Regions from separate parts of the Hordeum vulgare genome. Here region 2 is linked to region 1. A link is a contact called in public Hi-C data. All regions are on one chromosome and are shown on one strand. Each heading gives the region's core, a stretch centred on a gene start, on an enhancer-like site or on the middle of the called end of the contact. The rest is flanking DNA. Distances are from core to core; before and after follow the strand shown.

Region 1 (4,550 bases), core at 824-3,323:
ACCAGAGCCTTAATCTGGCGCCTTAGACCAACTCGGCCATCCGATCATCTGTGTTTCGATTCCATTTCGAGTTTATATATCCTGCGACACTTCTTCATACGGGAGTGTTTGGGCACTCTTGGATCAACATGATCCGTCGTCTCGTCTGGGTGCAACCAATGAAAAAGGGCGTGCCATTTGGTCCCTCGTCTCGTCCCTATAGGTCCTTGAGATGACCCTGGAGTTGGCTAACCGAATTAACTGCTCTCGCCCACCTCTGATTCGGTCCCAGAGAGAGATGTCCATGAAGCAGACTGCTTTCGCTTTCTTTCTAATCACTGTTGGTGGCGTCAGTGGTTCTTGGTTGGTGGTCTAACTTGGTCATTGTTCTTCCCCGTCATCTGCTACAGCCAACAAACTTCACCGATCGCTCTGTCCACAAGCCTAACCAAGCTAGGTTTTGATGCCAAGCTGAGGATGGCTACGATCATGCAACGGCAGCAGCAGAGTGCGAGGATCGTCCCGTCACCTTCCAGGTTACTTAGGTTAGGTCACACAAAGCGCAGCCACTCAAACCAAACCGTGCTGGGCGACGTCAACAGCCGATTCCCCGTCCATCAATTCGGTTATTAAGCAACCAACCTGAACTCGCTGACGAAGCAGAGAGAACTAAACAACATGCCACACGTCCACGTTGCTGTTAAACTCTATGTATGTCTTTCACACACACACACAAAAAAAAAACTCTATGTATGTCGGCCAGCAGAGACAGTTACAGGTGTGCATACTAGCATGTCGCCCTCGGCGTAATTCTTGATCCACTGTATCTCATCTCATGAGCCACGTTACCTCAGTTGGATGCGACGAGAAGCCGTCCGTCTGAAGACGAAAACAGCCCACGAAAACGACGAGGTTATGGGCGCAGCGTAATGTAACGTACTAATTGGACGGGTTTGGCCACCTGGTCAGCATGGCAAATTATTCGCCTAACCGGATAGCACTGGACGCTAGACACTTGGGCAGAAGAGGCGAGGATACGTTCCCCAGAAAAAAAGGCGAAGATAAAAAAAAATGCTGAAAAGGAAGAAAAGCGATGTTCAGGAAGGATACTGGTTAATTATGCTTCATCATGACACGGACGCATGGTGCAATCACGGTGAGAACAACGTGCACCCACTTTTAAGGAAAAAGTCAGAGCAAACAAATGGTTTCATGTGGAATTCTTACTTACAAAAAACTCACTACTAAATTTGGCTGCATCGAAATTTAGTGCCTGTTTCCGAAGCATCTTTGGATCCCTTTGGGCCTCTTTTCAAGGAGAACAGCATGGAACTGGGAGTTTACTGTGGCCATGCTGAAACCGTCTAAAGAAAATGAAGGAGTGCAGAGCACTCTGCACACGCATGCGAGCGCCTGTATCTGGTGTGGTTGATTGCCAATCAGCAAAAGCGACCGCGCACGGACGGCAACGTTCCGGCATGGGAGCCACGACGCACAACCACCACAAAAGAAGTGACCGCAACATCTTCCACTCACCTCCTCAACGTGTCATTGCGCATACATAAACTTTTTTCCCCGCAAGGACACGCACGCATCAGCTCAAGTGGCAGTCTTCCTGATACAGCACTAGTATAAAACTTCTGAACGAAACTTGGCCCCAAATCTTCTTTTGTAACTGTGCGTTTTTGGTATGCGGATACAAGAGTTCCTTCTTGTTTTCAGCATTTCACTTACTCGAAACAATATATACGTGCACAACAAATCTCATCTCACTGGAAAGAAGGCAAAAGCTGTACAAAGACGTTGCAAACATCTTTTCCTTTTTTTGACCAACGATATGGATGGCCCGCCTCACTCTTTTTTTCTCCAATCACCTGTTGTCATGTCATCATGTAAACAAAATCAGTCCGTAATTGACTGTATATGTAGCATTGCTGATATTTTCGTTCACTCGTTGTATCAAGCCGATACAACCGGCCTGCGCAAAAATCTTGCCTCGGCCCCAAGCCCCCAAAATGAGCGCTACAGAAGATGACACGACCAGTGAGAGAATAATTAGTTTTTGCCATTTCCGAGGGGTTTCTCAGCGTGCGATGTGCACTTCTTTAAAGCCCTTCCCCTCCTCCCTGATTCCAGCTTGCTGACAAATACACAATCCACTGGGGAAAAAAAGGACATGTCAGCACCGAGAAAAAAGAAAAAGAATATACCAAATAAACAAAAGCAGGGGGCGCAAAAGAGACCTTTTTCGGAGCATAAGTTATTGGGCGTTGCAGCGAGCCTGCAGAGTGCAGACGAGCTACTGCTGCCATGACCAACGCAGCAGCCACGACCACGACCACGGCCACGGCCACGGCCACGGCCAAGATGAGGGGGAGAGGAGCTGCGGCCATTGGAGCGCTGCTGCTCTTCTTGGCCACTGCCTCCATGGGGGCTCACGCCAACACCGACTCCAACGATGGTAAGCCAGTGAGATTATTACTTCATATAGCCATTTTTATTTGTTCTTTTTGTTTGATTTTATACTTCGGAAAACCAAGAAACAATGCATTTCTTAGCTTGGCTGAGTAGCAACGGATGGGGAAAATCTGTGTTCTTGGTTCCTTCCCCCCCTTGCTTTGGTGGTTCACTTCAGCTGTAGACAGGCCGCTTTTGATGCCCATTCCTGGATTCCTGAAATGTTAGGTTTAGATGAGAGCAGGAAACAGTTGCGCTGCTGATGATTCATGGAACCCAACAGTCTCATTCGACCCTTCCTTGCTTTTATAATTTTGGTCAATTTGGAGCTCTACTTTGTTCATCGGCATCCCATAAACATTTTCCTTGGTAGGTGTGTCATTTAACCAAGCCGGGAAAAGATGTTTCTGTAGCTCTTCGTCCCTTCCTGCTGCTGCTCTTTGGTCCTTTCGTGGTGGGGATTCTAGGGCTATTGAAGTTTGGGATGATCAGATAGCAGAGTTTTCAGAAGTTCTATTTTTCCTAAGGTTATAGTAATATTTTCCTAGCAGTGATGCTAAATTTGTGACAAGTTCTCGATTTATCCCCCCTCACCCTTTCTTCGTTGTTCTTGATGTACTCATGACGCATTTGATGGGAACTGCTTGGTTTTATGCACCCAGATGTCAGACTTCAGCAGGGAGTCTGTGAAAAATTCAGATCATTTCTTCTTTTATGCCTGGTTTTGTGCGAGGTTGCAGACAGCTGCTCGTCCGAAAAATATATTTGTGTGATTGCCAAGAAAACCCAGTCCTTGATTCTATTAATATTTCATTTGGTTCCATAATCAAATTAACTTTGATGGGCATTTGGTCACAGAATAACGGGGATACCTTATTAGAGACAACTAGTTATTTGCAAAGTCAACTTCGAAATTGTCGATGGTCATGTAACTCTGTCTTTAATTTTTTCTAACCATCGGATCTGAAAAATTATTTACAGATATTATTTTTTATAAAAAGAAAGAATGGTAAAGTAACTGGTTCCATCAAAATTTTGTATTGGTCCCACGGTTACGTGTAATTTCCCGTAATTTCATTTTCGTCATTCCTCGTAACTCCTATTTTTTCACCATCGGATTAGTGTGGATGGACGGCATGTAAACTCCCCAATCACCGTAACACTTGTAATATAGAATTATTGTTGTTTACAAAATCTTTAATGACCAATTCCAACACGCTGGAATGAACTGAATCATACAGTACATAACATCATTATCCTCCACACTGTTACAAACATTAGCAAGACACGTCTGGTATTATTTTGTAACCGTACTATATAAAATTAATAATTGTTTACAAAATCTTTAATGGCCAATTCCAACACTCAGGAATGAATTGAATCATACATAACATCACTACCCTTCACACTGTTACAACATTAGCGATGGAATGAGTAACCACATTTGCAATCCCATTAGACGAGTTAAGTATTTGCTACTCCCTCCGTCTTGGTATATAGGGTTTGCACGTAGTTTTAGGTCATCGATTTGACTAACTAAATATGAGTTATATGTCACCAAAAGTATATCATTGGATTCTTAAGCGGATGTACTTTCTAAACATATATTTTTCATCAAATATAATACATATTTACCTAGTTAAATTATCAACCTAGAACGACACACATGTCTTATAAACCAAGACAGAGGAAGTACATATGAACTAAACAATAATTTCGTTTTGCATTTTTTGTGTTGAAAAATATTTTCATTGGGAAGACAAGTAAGAACAAAACACAATTACAGTCATTTACCTGAAATGTCGATCAACCTGTATTACTGATTCTCCCAAAAATTGTGTATTCTTATGCAGTGACAGCCCTCAATGTCTTACTTGTCTTCGTTTACAAAATAATGGGGATACCTTATTAGACATGACTAGTTATTTGCAAAGTCAACTTCGAAACTGTCTAATTAATCATTGTTTACAAAATCTTTAATAACCAATTCCAACTTGTTATAGAATGAACTGAATCATACGGAACATCACTATCCTTCACAGTATTACAACATTAGTGATGGAATGAGTAGCCATATTCCCAATCCCATAAGACGAGTTAACTATTGTTTCTGG
Region 2 (4,510 bases), core at 229-2,728, 160 kb before region 1:
CCCCCAGAAAAGCTCCATCCCTGTCCTTGCAGACGATAACAACCGAGCCGACGCCCCTTCTCCCAACCACTGCCACATCTACATTAATCTTGACCGTGCCAAAAGGTGGCGGAATCCAGACGCTAGTCCTCGCGGTGCCGACACTGGCTGGAGATGTGTTAGGTTTCTTGATGATTTCTATCTCGTTGCGGTAAGACAGGATAAAAAAGATGCGTCAACATAGAGCTTGGAAAGATGTCTTCATAAATCGCCATTCGCCTCGCGAACCATATAGCCCAAAATGTGATCACCATACGAACGAAGAGGTGATGAGGTAGTTGTTTCATCAGTAAAAATATATAATCCCTTGCATTGTCCATATCATGTTGGCACATCTGCTCAACCAGCTCCTCATCTGCCAATGCCTAGACACTTCTCGCTATCGAACAATTTATCAAGGCACGCCTCCAGGAGTCCCTTTCACCGCAAAACCAACATGCATCCGAGGTGAACATGTTCCTATGGTGGAGCAGGTCGAAGGTGGGAACAGAGCTTTGCACAATCCTTCACGGAAACAGTTTAACCTTGGAAGGAACATCAACACCCCACATTTGTGTCCATTCATTGCTTTGCTGGCCATTGCGTGATGCACCCTCTCGCTCATCAATCCAGTTCTCCCCTTGTAATTTTTGTTTGCAAGATTATTCTCTATGCAAACTTCACCGAAAACATTCTGTGCTTCTCACCGTTCCACACCCAGAAGTCTTCAATATTTCTTATGCATAATGAAATGGAAAGAATCGACTCAGCATCAATTGGCAAGAATACCTGACATATGAGCTGTTCATTCCATGCTGCCTCCGATGTACTTATCAACTCGGACACAAAGCACGGTGGGTTAGAATTAGTGAAGATATAGGCCTCATCATCCCCTGTCCGTGGTAGCCAGTTGTGTCTCCAAATGCCCATAGTGTTTTCGTTTTCAACTCTGCGGATGATCCCTTGCCTCAAACATGTCTCGTCCATCAAGATCAGCTTACAAGCTCAGCTTTGAGAAGATCTGCATCAGGGAAGTATACTGATTAGTGAATTTGGGAAAAACAGATCGAAGAAGGAATGTCCGACCGCTGAGGCTTTGTTTGGTAGAAATGGATTGGGGAGGTTTGGGGAGGAGGGGATTTGATGAATCCCTTCCTTCCATCCAATCCTCTCAAATCCCTCGGGGTTTGTTTCCACCAGTCCCTCGAGGAGGGTCCTGAAACACATGGATAGAAAGAGTTTGACGGGAAATAGAGGGGATTCGGCTAAGCAAACCCCTCTTATCAAATAGATGCATGAGGTTCTATGAGGTTTGTGACCCTCGCGGGGATTTTCCTCTCAAAGTCGTGAATCCCCGAATGGCAAACGAGGCCTGATGGGCCTGGGCCGGCCCGAGGAAACGATCAGCGTTCCGGGACGATCCCTACGTTTATTTTCCTCTCCTCCCTCTCTCTCCGTGCCAAGCGGTCAGCGGCGTCCCTCTGCCTCCATAGCGACACGGCGACACGCTCTCCCCGGTCCGCCGCAAGTTGGACTCCACCGCCGCCGCACCGCCCACCTCTCTCCGACGCACTGCATCGGGTAGGCCTCGCCTTCCTCGGTTTCTCCGTCGGCCATCGCCCTCCCTCCCCGCTGCCCACCATCTCAGGCGGGTGGATGCGCGCGCCTCCACTGCCCCTGCCAAACCTAGGGTTAAGAGTAGCATGTTACTGCGTATATTGCCGTATTGACTCTGTTATTTCGTCCTCTCATTATATTTACCGAGCCAGTTTGCCTTAACGGCTAGGGTTGAGTATGCATCGGCTCCGCCCACTCCAAGCTCTCGCATTACTACTAAATTCAAAGTATTAATGCACAATTGGTTAAATTGGAGTGCCCTGCTTGGCATCAGTGGGAGTTGGCAGGGTGGCACCCAGCAAGTAGAAGCAAGTTATTTGGAACAAAAAAGGCCTGAAGAAAATGATTGGACTACATTGGCGGCAGTAGTATTACATTCTTAGTTAACAGACTGATGACCTAGAGCTAGGGAAGAGCAAGCCTCAGATCTGATTGAGCTGCTAGTTATTTCTCCCTTTTTTTTGTCTCTAATTGATGAGCGAGAGGGCAGAGCATCGTGTTTCTTTAGGATAGGACTACTCAAATTGTCGGCCCATTTACTTACTTATCGGATGAATTTCGAGTTTGGCGTACCCCCCAAACCCCAAGCCTCACATCAAGTCTGCCTCTGGATGACTGCTTCAGTTTGGGGATTCCTTCACCAACCTTGATGCTGATTTTGCTGCAGCACTAATTATGTCCTGTTTGCACCTTGCATTGTCATATCAGCCACACCTGAAACTGCATCTTGATCACATGTCCCAGGCTTGCCCACAGCTGCAACAAACATCCTCAAACACTTGCATATATTATCTCCTGCCAAATTATTCTGCTTTTTATGAGCTGAAACCACTGTACCAGGAGTGAATATTGGATCCATCTCCTATGCTCATTTTGAATGTGCTTTACTGTAAGAGCTCATAGAATGGTCATAGGAGGAGATGGATCCAATATTGGATATTGGATCCATCTTAAATAGTTTTTAGAAGTATCTGTCACATGTCCAGATTGTAAATGTTGTACAGTATAGCACATTCAATTACCATGTACTGAGATGTTAAGTTGTCTTATAGAAAAAGTACTTTCGGACAACAAAGTCAGACGATCGCTAAATAAGAATTTGCCGGCCATGACAAGTTAACACAATTTGTGTTTGGACGGTAGTTTGAGACAGTAAGAGCTCAACTACCAATTCATTTTTGGTTGAAATTACCAATTGTTAGACCCAGTTGAGTCATACCATTTCTCTTTGAAGGTTCTTTTTATTGTTTTTCCTATACTAATTATTGGTTTTGTCAAAAAAAAACTCTGTTCAAACTTTTACCCTTCTCGGTTTGAAAAATTGTACCTAATGTTGGATCTGAATATAAATAGGGCCAGCCGAGCTCTCAGACATGTCTGGACGTGAGGTTCGTGAGTACACTAACCTCAGCGACCCCAAAGGTTAGTGATTTCATCATTCTCCAGTCCCAGTGTGGACAAGTGATTCTTCTCCTTTTTGGTTTATTGGACATTTTCTTAAATCATCACCTTTGGGCTTATGCATATGCAGATAGAAAGTATGGGAAGGGAAAGGACAAGATCGATGATGAGGATGTCACCTTCCAGCGCATGGTAGCAAAGGTTAACCGGAATGCTCTTGCAAAAATAATTCTGATTAAATTGTGAATAAATTGAGTTATCATTACTTAGTAGCACTGTCCTGGTAGGTATCTTATTTTTAGGGAATTACTTTAGCTTCCAAAATCTAAGTTACATTATCGAATATCACATTTGAATATTGGATAGTTTTGATATTTGAATGAGGGTCATGGAAAGAAAAGAGATCTGTTTTTGAGTTTTGACACGGTATTGTGCTTGCTGCTTGGAATATGCACTATATTTGGACTGGTACAGATGTAGATAAGTACAGAAGGCCTTGATATGTTTGTACCAATGAGCTTAAATTCAGGGAATTTACTTTGGATTGTGAGAAATCGTTCAATGGGTCAGGAAAAAGATTAAGGTTGTGTTAGGTTTAGGTAGCATGCATTATCTGCTCCGATTGGTGTTGTGTTCGGAACAGTATTTAACTTGCTGGCGGTTGTGGGCTTTTGGCCATTGAGATTACTCACTATTCTTGAAAAATTGGTCCCATTACTCAGTGTGCCTCCAATAGGCATTGATTTACGATGTTCTGATAACATGCCCTGACAGGGATTCTGGCTTTCTACTGGGCGGTTGATGCCAACAGATGCAGGATGTTGCTGGTGAGCGGGGAGGCTACCTTCATGGGCGAGGAGGTACTTCATGCTTCTTTAATGAAGAATTCATGCTGGCTCCTTGTTAACCTTGTTTACTTTGATGTTGTTCAGCATTGGACAGTGATGATTTGCTCTACCTTAAAGAGCAAATGGAGGCTGAGGAAGATGCAGAGCGTCTCCTTCGTCGTACAGAAAAGCGGGCATTTGCTGCCTTTAAGATATCCTCTCTTGCATGATACATTATAACATCTCCCACACATTTTACAAGATAATCGTTGGTATAATCCAAGCGTTCTTGCTATGCTTGCATGCTATTTTCCACATATCTATCATTTGATTTTCTTGTCATTGGTCATGCACTTGCAGCACAATATTCACATGCCTAGGGTAGTTTCGCATCTTATCGCAGCTTGCAGCGTTCCACATTTCGACAACTCTGTCAATTTGTTTGTTTGTTTTCTTTAACTCTGGCATTACCAAGCAGCAGTTCTAGCTGATTCTGCACCTGCTATTCCTGCGGCTCTTCGCGTCGAGCCTAGACCCAAAAGTGATATAAGGTAAGCTCTGTGCAGCAAAGACTCTGTTTCCATGAACAGAATACTTTTGCCTTCTGATTTGGCACACACCTTATTATGGGCAGGCAACGTGATCTC

What was found. A called contact is a pair of places that touch in the nucleus more often than the background predicts.
Region 2: a contact with region 1 is called in a Hi-C map of leaf, with 3 times the contacts expected there. The contact joins the promoter of LOC123425286 here to the promoter of LOC123425284 in region 1. A contact is called at or near these places in 5 of 6 Hi-C or Micro-C datasets (leaf, seedling and an unstated tissue) and 1 of 1 datasets of contacts at active chromatin or transcription factors (embryo).

Annotation. Positions count from the first base shown.
Region 1 is chr2H:96,097,157-96,101,706 of MorexV3_pseudomolecules_assembly, reverse strand. It overlaps LOC123425284 (protein STRUBBELIG-RECEPTOR FAMILY 7-like), which reads left to right and starts at 2,073. Exons shown (of 17, transcript XM_045108965.1): 1 at 2,073-2,440. The coding sequence starts at 2,290. It overlaps TRNAL-AAG (a tRNA gene), which reads right to left and starts at 46; the gene lies at 1-46.
Region 2 is chr2H:96,255,901-96,260,410 of MorexV3_pseudomolecules_assembly, reverse strand. LOC123425286 reads left to right here and starts at 1,478. Exons shown (of 7, transcript XM_045108967.1): 1 at 1,478-1,599; 2 at 2,989-3,057; 3 at 3,167-3,237; 4 at 3,848-3,896; 5 at 3,969-4,075; 6 at 4,335-4,414; 7 at 4,498-4,510. The coding sequence starts at 3,009.